Linked DNA regions of Drosophila melanogaster: region 1 is linked to region 2. The links are chromatin contacts, called in public HiChIP or PLAC-seq maps. All regions are on one chromosome and are shown on one strand. Each heading gives the region's core, a stretch centred on a gene start, on an enhancer-like site or on the middle of the called end of the contact. The rest is flanking DNA. Distances are from core to core; before and after follow the strand shown.

Region 1 (4,721 bases), core at 725-3,224, 240 kb before region 2:
ACTGCTATTAAGAGTTTTCTGACTATAATTCCCCATTCAATGAAAAGCTCTTGAAATAATCATATAAGGATACAAACATTTTTTAAAGCAAAAAATAGCACTTGTGTATTTATGTACTCCTTTCACATTTATTCACCGTGAGTTTTCTCCACTGAATAAAAGTGAGCAAGAAAAAGTGATTGCCGCATATTTCCCACGTGGTGGAAAAGTTTTTTCCAACAATAAAATGCCAAGCGGTGCATAAAGTTCATAGAAAAGTTTTCTCTTTTGTTGATTGAAAATGTCGCTTATTGTCGCAGGCAAAACACCAGAAGAAATCAACAATACAAATGTTGTTGAGAAATTAAAACTAACAATAAACCAATAACGAATTCCAATGCTCAATTAATGCTACAATAATTTAAGTTTACTGATCAAATCAAAATCACTTTAAAACTTTAGAGCTAAGTCAACAAAATCGATTTATTTTCCATTATTATAATTTTTGCATCAAACATAAAATAAAAATTTTAAATATAGATTGCCATGTTCAGTCCAAAAGATGTGTTTCAATGGAAATACAATTTCCAGAAAGATGAGATGCCTTCTCCAAGGATACTCCTCCGCCGATAATTTGCGACCAATAGGGTATTAAAGTCACGGATGTAGAACGATGCCAAAAGAGGCCTTGCAGTTCTCCATAAAGCTGAATCGCCCTCCAGTTAGATATGCAAAAATGCTGTATGACCATGTAAAATCGAATATAGTTGATCAATCCGCTGGCCACAAAGGTCAATATCCAGGGCAAAGCAAATAACAGGAATATATTCCGCGGCAGGGTTCCGTTTTTCAATGCGGAATTCTGTTTTTTGATCCAATTGTTTTTCACTTGCTCTGCAGCTGTTGTCGTAGTTTTAAGGATTCCTTTCTTTTCCATCGATACCTCACTTTTGCCACTTTGCAAGTGTCGTGAGTACCAAACTCCGATCATAGATAGTAGTGAATACATTATGGCCTTAACCAGCATCCAGTGATTGTATTTATAGCCCAATTGAAGCGTTAGATTACGATTCACGGAGGGATAGACCGTTTTTAGATTGGCATTCGCCTCGATGACCGGCTGAAGATTTGAGCCCAAGTGCAGGGATGTCAGCAGCGCAAAGTAACCAATGTCTCGTATTTTGGGTATGAACATGGTTCTCGAATTTGGAGTTCAAAATGAAAAAATTTTAAGTCGTTTTTTAAATTTTGTATCTAATTTTGTGTGACCTCAATGTGCTCTGACATTCCCAGTCTGATTGCTTAAAAAACGTTATATTATAAACATTTTTTGATTTTTATTTTAAATTATACGTAATTAAAATTACGTAATTAAACAATTAGGTAAATAATAAAAGATTTTATCGTTGTTTGTTATAAATTAATTTATTAAATTGAAAGGCAGCGTGCTGAAACTACTTAACTGCATCAACTTATTTTAGCGACATAAATTATTTGAAATTCCCGCCAGCTGGTACAGTTTGAGAGCAACTATTAGCTGTGCTAAAACCCCTGCATTTAAGTGCTTGACAATCTTGCCTTATTCCAACCTATTGGAAATATAAATTTCATATTAAAACAATCAACGGTACGATGTACATATTTTTTTATTGTAAAACAATATATTGTTAAGATTTCAAAAGGAATTAATTTTTTATTTTTAGTTCAATTGGTTGGAGTGCTTGGTAAATAGTTAGCACAGATAGCAACCTTGGTGTGAGCCTTCGCTAATATTTCGACATAAGATTTAAATACAGAAAATAATATTTAATTCTAACAATTATACCTTATTTCTGTGTGAAATTATGAAAAATGTAAACATTTCTCTGAATACAAATGACATTTCGTTACTGTAGGTTTTGTTCTGTGTAAATAGGTTTAATATTCACGGATAATTCGTTTGTAGTATATTTTAGTATATAATTATTCGCGTATGATGGATTTTTTGGCCGGCAATAAAAAAGTGTAAATTGTAGCAAGGCAACCGAATCGTTTCAAAATTTTGTCCAAAAAGTGGAAATTTACGCGAAATGGAGCGCGAAATAGCGCACAGTTTAGCTGGCGGCGAGGAACGAAGTAGCGATGTGGCACCTGGACAGGTTAAGACCTTCGAGGAACTGCGTCTATACCGAAATCTGTTGAACGGATTGAAGCGCAACAATTTCGTGACGCCAACGAAGATTCAGGCAGCTGCCATACCCATGGCACTGGCCAAAATGGGTAAATATCTTGCATGCAACAGAAGATTATCAATAATAGTTGCTATATTAATCTGCAGATCTAATAATACAATCGAAGAGTGGAACTGGCAAAACTCTAATCTATGTTATAGCCGTCGTTCAGAGCTTTAATCCCAACATAAACCAACCGCATGCCATGATCGTGGTCCCAACTCGAGAGCTGGCCATTCAGGTGCAGGACACATTTTTCCATCTCTGCAAATCGTTTCGGGACTTTAAATGCTCTGCTTTCATCGGTGGCACCGATGTGGCCAAGGATCGCAAGCGAATGAATGAAAGTCGAGTCATTATCGGTACACCGGGACGTTTGCTGCATCTGTATGAGAATAGAGTATTCGATGTGTCCAAACTGCGACTGCTGGTGCTCGACGAGGCCGATCAACTTTATCAGACAAAGAGCCTGCAGCATACGGTCAGTAAACTCATTGAGGCAATGCCCAAGAATCGGCAAATAATTGCCTGCAGTGCCACATACGATCAGAATTTGGATGAGCGTCTGGCCAAGGTCATGGACAAACCCATGCTTATATCGAATTCCGAAAGGGCTACCGTTCTACTGGGCATTCGGCAGTTTGTCTACGAATTGCCACAGCAGAATAACAGTGTGGAGGAGATGCGTCTTAAACTGCAGATTCTTGGCCAGATCTTTAATCAGCTGCCTTACGAACAGGCCATCATCTTTGCTAGCTCACAAATGCGAGCGGATTCTTACAAGAACTATCTTACAGCCAGTGGTATCGATTGTCATTTAATTTCGGGAGCCATGGAACAATCGGAGCGTTTGCATGTTTTCGAGGGCTATAGAAACTTTACTATGCGCATCCTGGTGGCCACTGATTTGATGGCACGCGGAGTGGACTCCCCGCATGCCAACCTGGTTATCAACATTGATCCACCACAGGATCATGTCACCTATTTGCACCGCATTGGACGAGCTGGTCGGTTTGGCTCCAAAGGCATAGCCATCACGTTTATTGCCTCCAAGAAGGAGAGCCAGAGATTTAGGGAAATGTCAAAAAAAATCGCTACGGCTTGGTCGGTTCTGGAGTTTCCCAAGGAGCCAATGCCCAATGAATTCAATTTTTGGGATTTCGAAAAGTACAACTTTGATTATTACATTAAGGAAGAGAATCCGCTACAGGAAATGCCTATGCCTATTAAAGAAAATAGAAGTAAAGAAAATGTTGATGCTTCTTCAGTTGACTTGGAAAATCTTCAAAAGGATCAGGATGGCAAAAGGAGAGATCCAGACAAACTACCAGTGGCCTTAGAAAATGTTGAAACCCAAAAAGAGTTGGAGCTCGAAAACTTACCAGAAAGTTCACATAATAATAAGAATCTTAGGGTCAAAGAGAAAGAAATTGTAAGGCAAGGAAAGCTTAAAGAAACTAATTCCAAAGCTGGAGGTTCTAAAACGAACAAGACGGAGAGAAGGAAAAAATCTAACACTCCATCAAAGTTACAGAAACAAATAACTGAAGTGCAGCAAACACCAGAGATCACCGTAAATAAATACTATATGCAAGAAGACATACAACGAACAGCAGACGGCAAAGAGTATCATCCTGTTAATGGAGCGGGAAACCACCAGGTTCCGTCAAAATCTAATCAAAAACCGGTGGAGTTTATATCTCCCGAATTGACACCAACCCTAACACCATTGGAACTGACCCAGGAGCCGTCTCCAACCACAGTGACACCACCTGCACCGCCAGCCAACTCGATTAACAACAAAACCTATTGCCTAGCTGCTCCAACGCAAACCAGTTCGATGACCATACAGAACATGGTAATATCGAACACGGTGGACGATGCCAGTAGCATCAGTTCGGATAGCATGGTGGTATGTGGCTATCATAGCGATAGGTCCTACGACACATACTATGCAACCAGTGATGAGGAGGAGATCTGGAATAGATTAATGTCGAAACAAAGGCGTCAGCTGAAGAGCAAGAGAGGCCATGGAAAACGGCGTGTGATACTATACAAGAAAGTATTTCCTAAACTAAAGGCGAATGTTAAACGCAAGCTTAAAAAACGGATGAGCTCGTCATGCAGATCCAAAAAAGCACACCATTTGCGAAAACGTCATGTATACAAAAATATATCACTTTTGCCACACATGAATTTGTGTCATCTGCTTCAAAAATTTACAAATCAAGAGAGATTTTTGAAACGGCTCCACAAATATGCAAAGAATCAATTCATTGACAATGCGAGGGTTGGCTTTTTGCTGGATAAGCTCTATAAATCCATCCTGGAAATGTACTATAACAGTGCTAAGGAGAGGAAGAAGCATTTTAAGGAAGCTATGAAGGAGTCCCTAAAATCCATTGATAACTACGAGAGCCAAGAGTCTTCGGAATCAGAGGAGGAGGAGGAGGAGGAGAAGGATCTAAAGAACAAGTTAAGTGTTCATGTGACGAATCAGATGGACATACCACCAATGCCACAGGCCGCTGT
Region 2 (4,151 bases), core at 38-2,537:
AGGACGAAATGTGTGATTTTGCGCGGTGTGTGGGTGGTCCTCCACCATGACGGTAATGCTGATGACGATTCCTCCATTTCTCGCTGCATTTGTATGGGTAATTACCGTGGTGTGTGTGAGTGAGTGAGGGACGTCTGCTAGATGTCCATGACCATGGGGTGGAATTCTGCTCGCAGTTTTTTTCTATATACACGGTTTTTAGCATTTTTTTCACATTTCAACAGCCCGTCTCTTTCACTCTTACAACAGTCGCTCACCCTGCCCACATTTTTTCCATCATTTTTTTTTTTGCGTTTTACTTGCGTCGGAAACCGCCATTTTTTATGCGCGCCAACTACGCCGCCCTCTCTATTCCTCTCTCTCCCTTTCTACCACGCAGCCCCTCTCTGTCGCACCCTTGAGGTGTAGGGGAGGCACACCCTCTCAATGAAAATTTGCGCATTAGAAAAAATGTGGACTGTTCTCTGAGCCAGTTGTGGCATACAAAATGGATTTATTCAGCATTTTTTTTTTAACTATACGATTTTTGTTTCTATTTAATTTGGACAGTTGTATTTTTGATATAGTTATAGTATAAGTAAAGCAAGAAAAAACGTATATTACAAAATGTAAATTTAAGCAATTTAAAAACATAAATTAATAATCAAAGGAAATGCCTTATTTACTAAATAGCTTCTAAAACATAAATTTTAATTATGCTGAAAACAATAATAATAACTAGTTGAATAAGTAACTTTATGCGAATTCTTATTATTTTAATAAGCATATGTTAAAGTTAGGGAAACGCTTTCTTTAAGCATTTAGTATATAAAACAATATTATTATTTATTTATTTTTTAGGAAATATATAAATACCGTTTAAATAAACTAATAATTTCAGAGCGTAGTAGATTAGTTTTTAAATGTAACTGATTCACATTCAAATTTCAAGAAACCAAGTTACAAGCTCGTAGGTTTGAGTCTTTACTGGGCGTTTCAATTTTGGATGGTGTCTTTGCTTGCTGTATTCTGCTAATAATAGAGCAATGCTGTTATGAAAACATTTCATTTATACATGACTTTTACATTGTCAAGTAAACATTTTGTTAAAAAGATTGATGGCGCCATCTATTCAATTTTAAAATATATTTAATATTTGTTAATTTTAATTCATATAACTGAACTTTGTATTTAAAGTTATGCATTCTAGGAATTATCTAACTTCTTTCAAACCAGAGAAATTGTCCGCTAAAAACTTGGCATATTTAGCGTGTAGCTGGTATTTTTTCGCTCTTCAGTCACGGTTACACTCCGAAACCCACCTGATTTCGCGAACTGCATTACTATCGAAACTACTACTGTACTTAACAGAAAGTGCGTGCAAAACAAATACAACATTGTTGCGATTTCGTTGGGGCCGTGGCCGCAACAATTCCCCTCCAGTGCAACAACAACGCAGCACGCGGAGAGCAGAAGAAGAGCAGGAAAAGAGGAAAAATCCGGGGAAATCCCACGAAATGAAGAGTAACGTCAATCAGGGCGGTTACGCCCCACCCGGTTTCGGATCCGGATTCCAGCCAAATGCTCCGCCCGCCGAAGGATTCGGCTACCCACCGCCCACTGGGGGCCACAACGCCCCCTATCCCCCCGCACCCGGTCATCCACAGCCGCCGCCGCCCACGAATTACGTGAGTTCCAAAAGTGTCCCGCTGTAGCCGATGAAAATGCTAGGGAAAGTGGGTGGTGTAAAGGGTGCTTCTTGTACAAGCACAACACAACCATGACGTCATGCCAGTTGGTATTTGCTTATTTATAAATCAACAGACACACAGTCAGTTTGCTGTGGAATGAAAGAGATTCATTCGATTTGCACGCGAATCCGTGGAATCGGCGGTTTGATAAACACAAACAACTGAGAACTCAATGTACATCCATATGTACATACATACTGTAAAACCAGTAATGCAGACTGGATAAGCAAGTCGAAAGCTTAATTCTCTTGCATTTACTTATTTACATTTACGTATGAATGTTTTTATGGCTTTACTATTTTCACTATGTTTTTCACTCATGCCAAAAGAGCGTTTTATTTCCATTAAGTTTTGGATAAACTTAAAATATTACTCATCATTCATGCACAACCGCGTGAAGTTTTCATTCTTATAGAATATTTATTTACTCCATACATTTGCGTGCCAGAGTGCTGATAAGTACAGCTACAAGAATACAAGCCAGAGCACAAAAAACTAATCGAAACGCCCCTGAAATAAGTATTCAACTCATTCTTTAATCAACTCCCGATCGTTGCAGGGGTTTATGCCAGGTCCTCAGCCAGCCGGATACGCTCCAGTTCCCCAAATGCCGCCATACGGAGAAGCTCCGCCCTACGGAGCCGGACAACCACCTTACATGGGTGGTCCAGGTGGTCAGCCACCTTATGCGGGTGGTCCAGGCGGACAGCCACCTTATGTAGGTGGTCCTGGTGGACAGCCACACTACGGAGGAGGAGCACCACCGCCCCAGGCCTTCGGCGGATATCCTCCCGGACCAGCAGGACCAGGAGGACCACCAAACGCATTCGGCGGTTATCCACCGGGACAACCACAACAGCCCATTGTCACGCAACCGGGAATGGGACCGGGAATGGGTCCAGGGATGGCCCCACAGGGCGGACCAGCAGGCAAGTAATCAAAAACTAGTCTGTAACATAAAACAAATGTTCTACATGTTGGACTCACATATTTCTACACAAATCAGGGTGTTCAAATCATGGCACGAGACTTTTATCGCTTTCTGCTTCCTTGTTAAAATTATTCATTCCATATCTGAGCTTACTTCTTATATAATTTTACTACACAAACCGCTGAATCAAAACAAGATCGCATCTTTGTGATGTGTCGGTGTGTCGTTGCCCTGCGATTGAGATAATGTCCAATCAGTTGTCTTAAGATTTCTTCGGGTGCAGGCACTGAACCCATCGTCCCAGATAGAGGTAGCTCGTCAAGATCGGTGTAGAACAAAGGTTCCCCCAGAAGCAAAGTGGGGTGCAAACATTTACGTAGTCAATTTGGAGAGTGTTAGAGACTTTAAGGTTCTTAGACCGCCTCTTATCAATTGTATTTTTGTTTACACGTGCATCGGATCCGTCCGAAATAAGCTGAATATCTTTGCCAGATCTTTGGCGCTTATCGGAGTGCCTAGCGTCTGCCTTAATTGAACCAATAAAATAATACAAAGCGTCATTTAAAGCGCCCGTCGTCGTGGATGGCGTTGATTTTTCCCAACGAGCAGTTAGTTCATCTCTGTGCTGCAGAGCAGGCAGTCGTGTCAGTCTGAAAAAATGTCCACCGAAAACCCAGCAAGTTGTGTTTCCACGCTGGACCTAAGTGGTGGCGAAAATCGGGGAAATCCGGAGGAATCTCATTCCAGGGGCGTGAGGAGCGGCTCCAAGGTGCTGCGCTTAATCTGGCACTCGCTGTATAGCCAGTATAATCAGATCTGCTCGAGATCCCAGACTCTAAGGCAACTGGTTTGCAGGGAAGCCAACAAACCACTGCCCAAGAAACTCAGGCACACAATGAGACTAAATAAGTCGGCCAAGCGAAAGGGATACGAGTTCTACATGAGCGACGAGGACAGGAGGTAAGGAAGTCATATTGTGGTCTTGACCAGAAACTGTAGGGATGAAGATGACGGGTTGAAATGATGAACCTTTTAAGATTTCGAGTGTATAAAAAATGAAATACTCAGCGAGGTAATAGATAAATTACACTACCTTTTTGATTAAAAAAATTGAGTGAAAACGAACGTGAGTGAAAGGAATGATTAGGAATATATAAAAATACGCTAATACTTAAAATAAGTAGTTTCGTTAAGATATGCCTTTTGTAGTTTGGTGCAAATTATGTAAAATTATCTTTTCAAGGTTTTCTTACATTGTGAAATTAAATATTTATTAGTAGATTTATCTTTAGAGCCCGTTATAAAGACTATCTTTCTACCGCCGATTAGATACAAGAGCCGATGGGTGAGGTAGCATAATAGCTTGTGGCTGGGGGTTATCCATGGGATGTGTCAGGAGGGGCATGCTCCATTGTGACGCTTCCAATTAGAAAGGCCGAGTAATTGTGTCGCTGACATTGACCAATTGACACACTGGCCACTGAACGCAC

The links. HiChIP or PLAC-seq counts read pairs in DNA pulled down with a chosen protein or histone mark.
Region 1: a contact with region 2 is called in a POLR2A S2P HiChIP or PLAC-seq map of the Kc167 cell line, with 6 times the contacts expected there. The contact joins the promoter of Gem3 here to the promoter of scramb1 in region 2. A contact is called at or near these places in 9 of 107 Hi-C or Micro-C datasets (the Clone 8 cell line, the D17-c3 cell line, the Kc167 cell line and 5 more) and 1 of 6 datasets of contacts at active chromatin or transcription factors (the Kc167 cell line).

The regions. Positions count from the first base shown.
Region 1 is chr3L:10,460,354-10,465,074 of dm6, reverse strand. Gem3 (Gemin 3) reads left to right here and starts at 1,974. Exons shown (of 2, transcript NM_001274749.1): 1 at 1,974-2,238; 2 at 2,297-4,721. The coding sequence starts at 2,049. It overlaps CG32061, which reads right to left and starts at 1,259. Exons shown (of 1, transcript NM_168409.2): 1 at 440-1,259. The coding sequence starts at 1,174. The coding sequence ends at 530.
Region 2 is chr3L:10,222,376-10,226,526 of dm6, reverse strand. scramb1 (scramblase 1) reads left to right here and starts at 1,287. Exons shown (of 5, transcript NM_140132.3): 1 at 1,287-1,667; 2 at 2,290-2,659. The coding sequence starts at 1,497.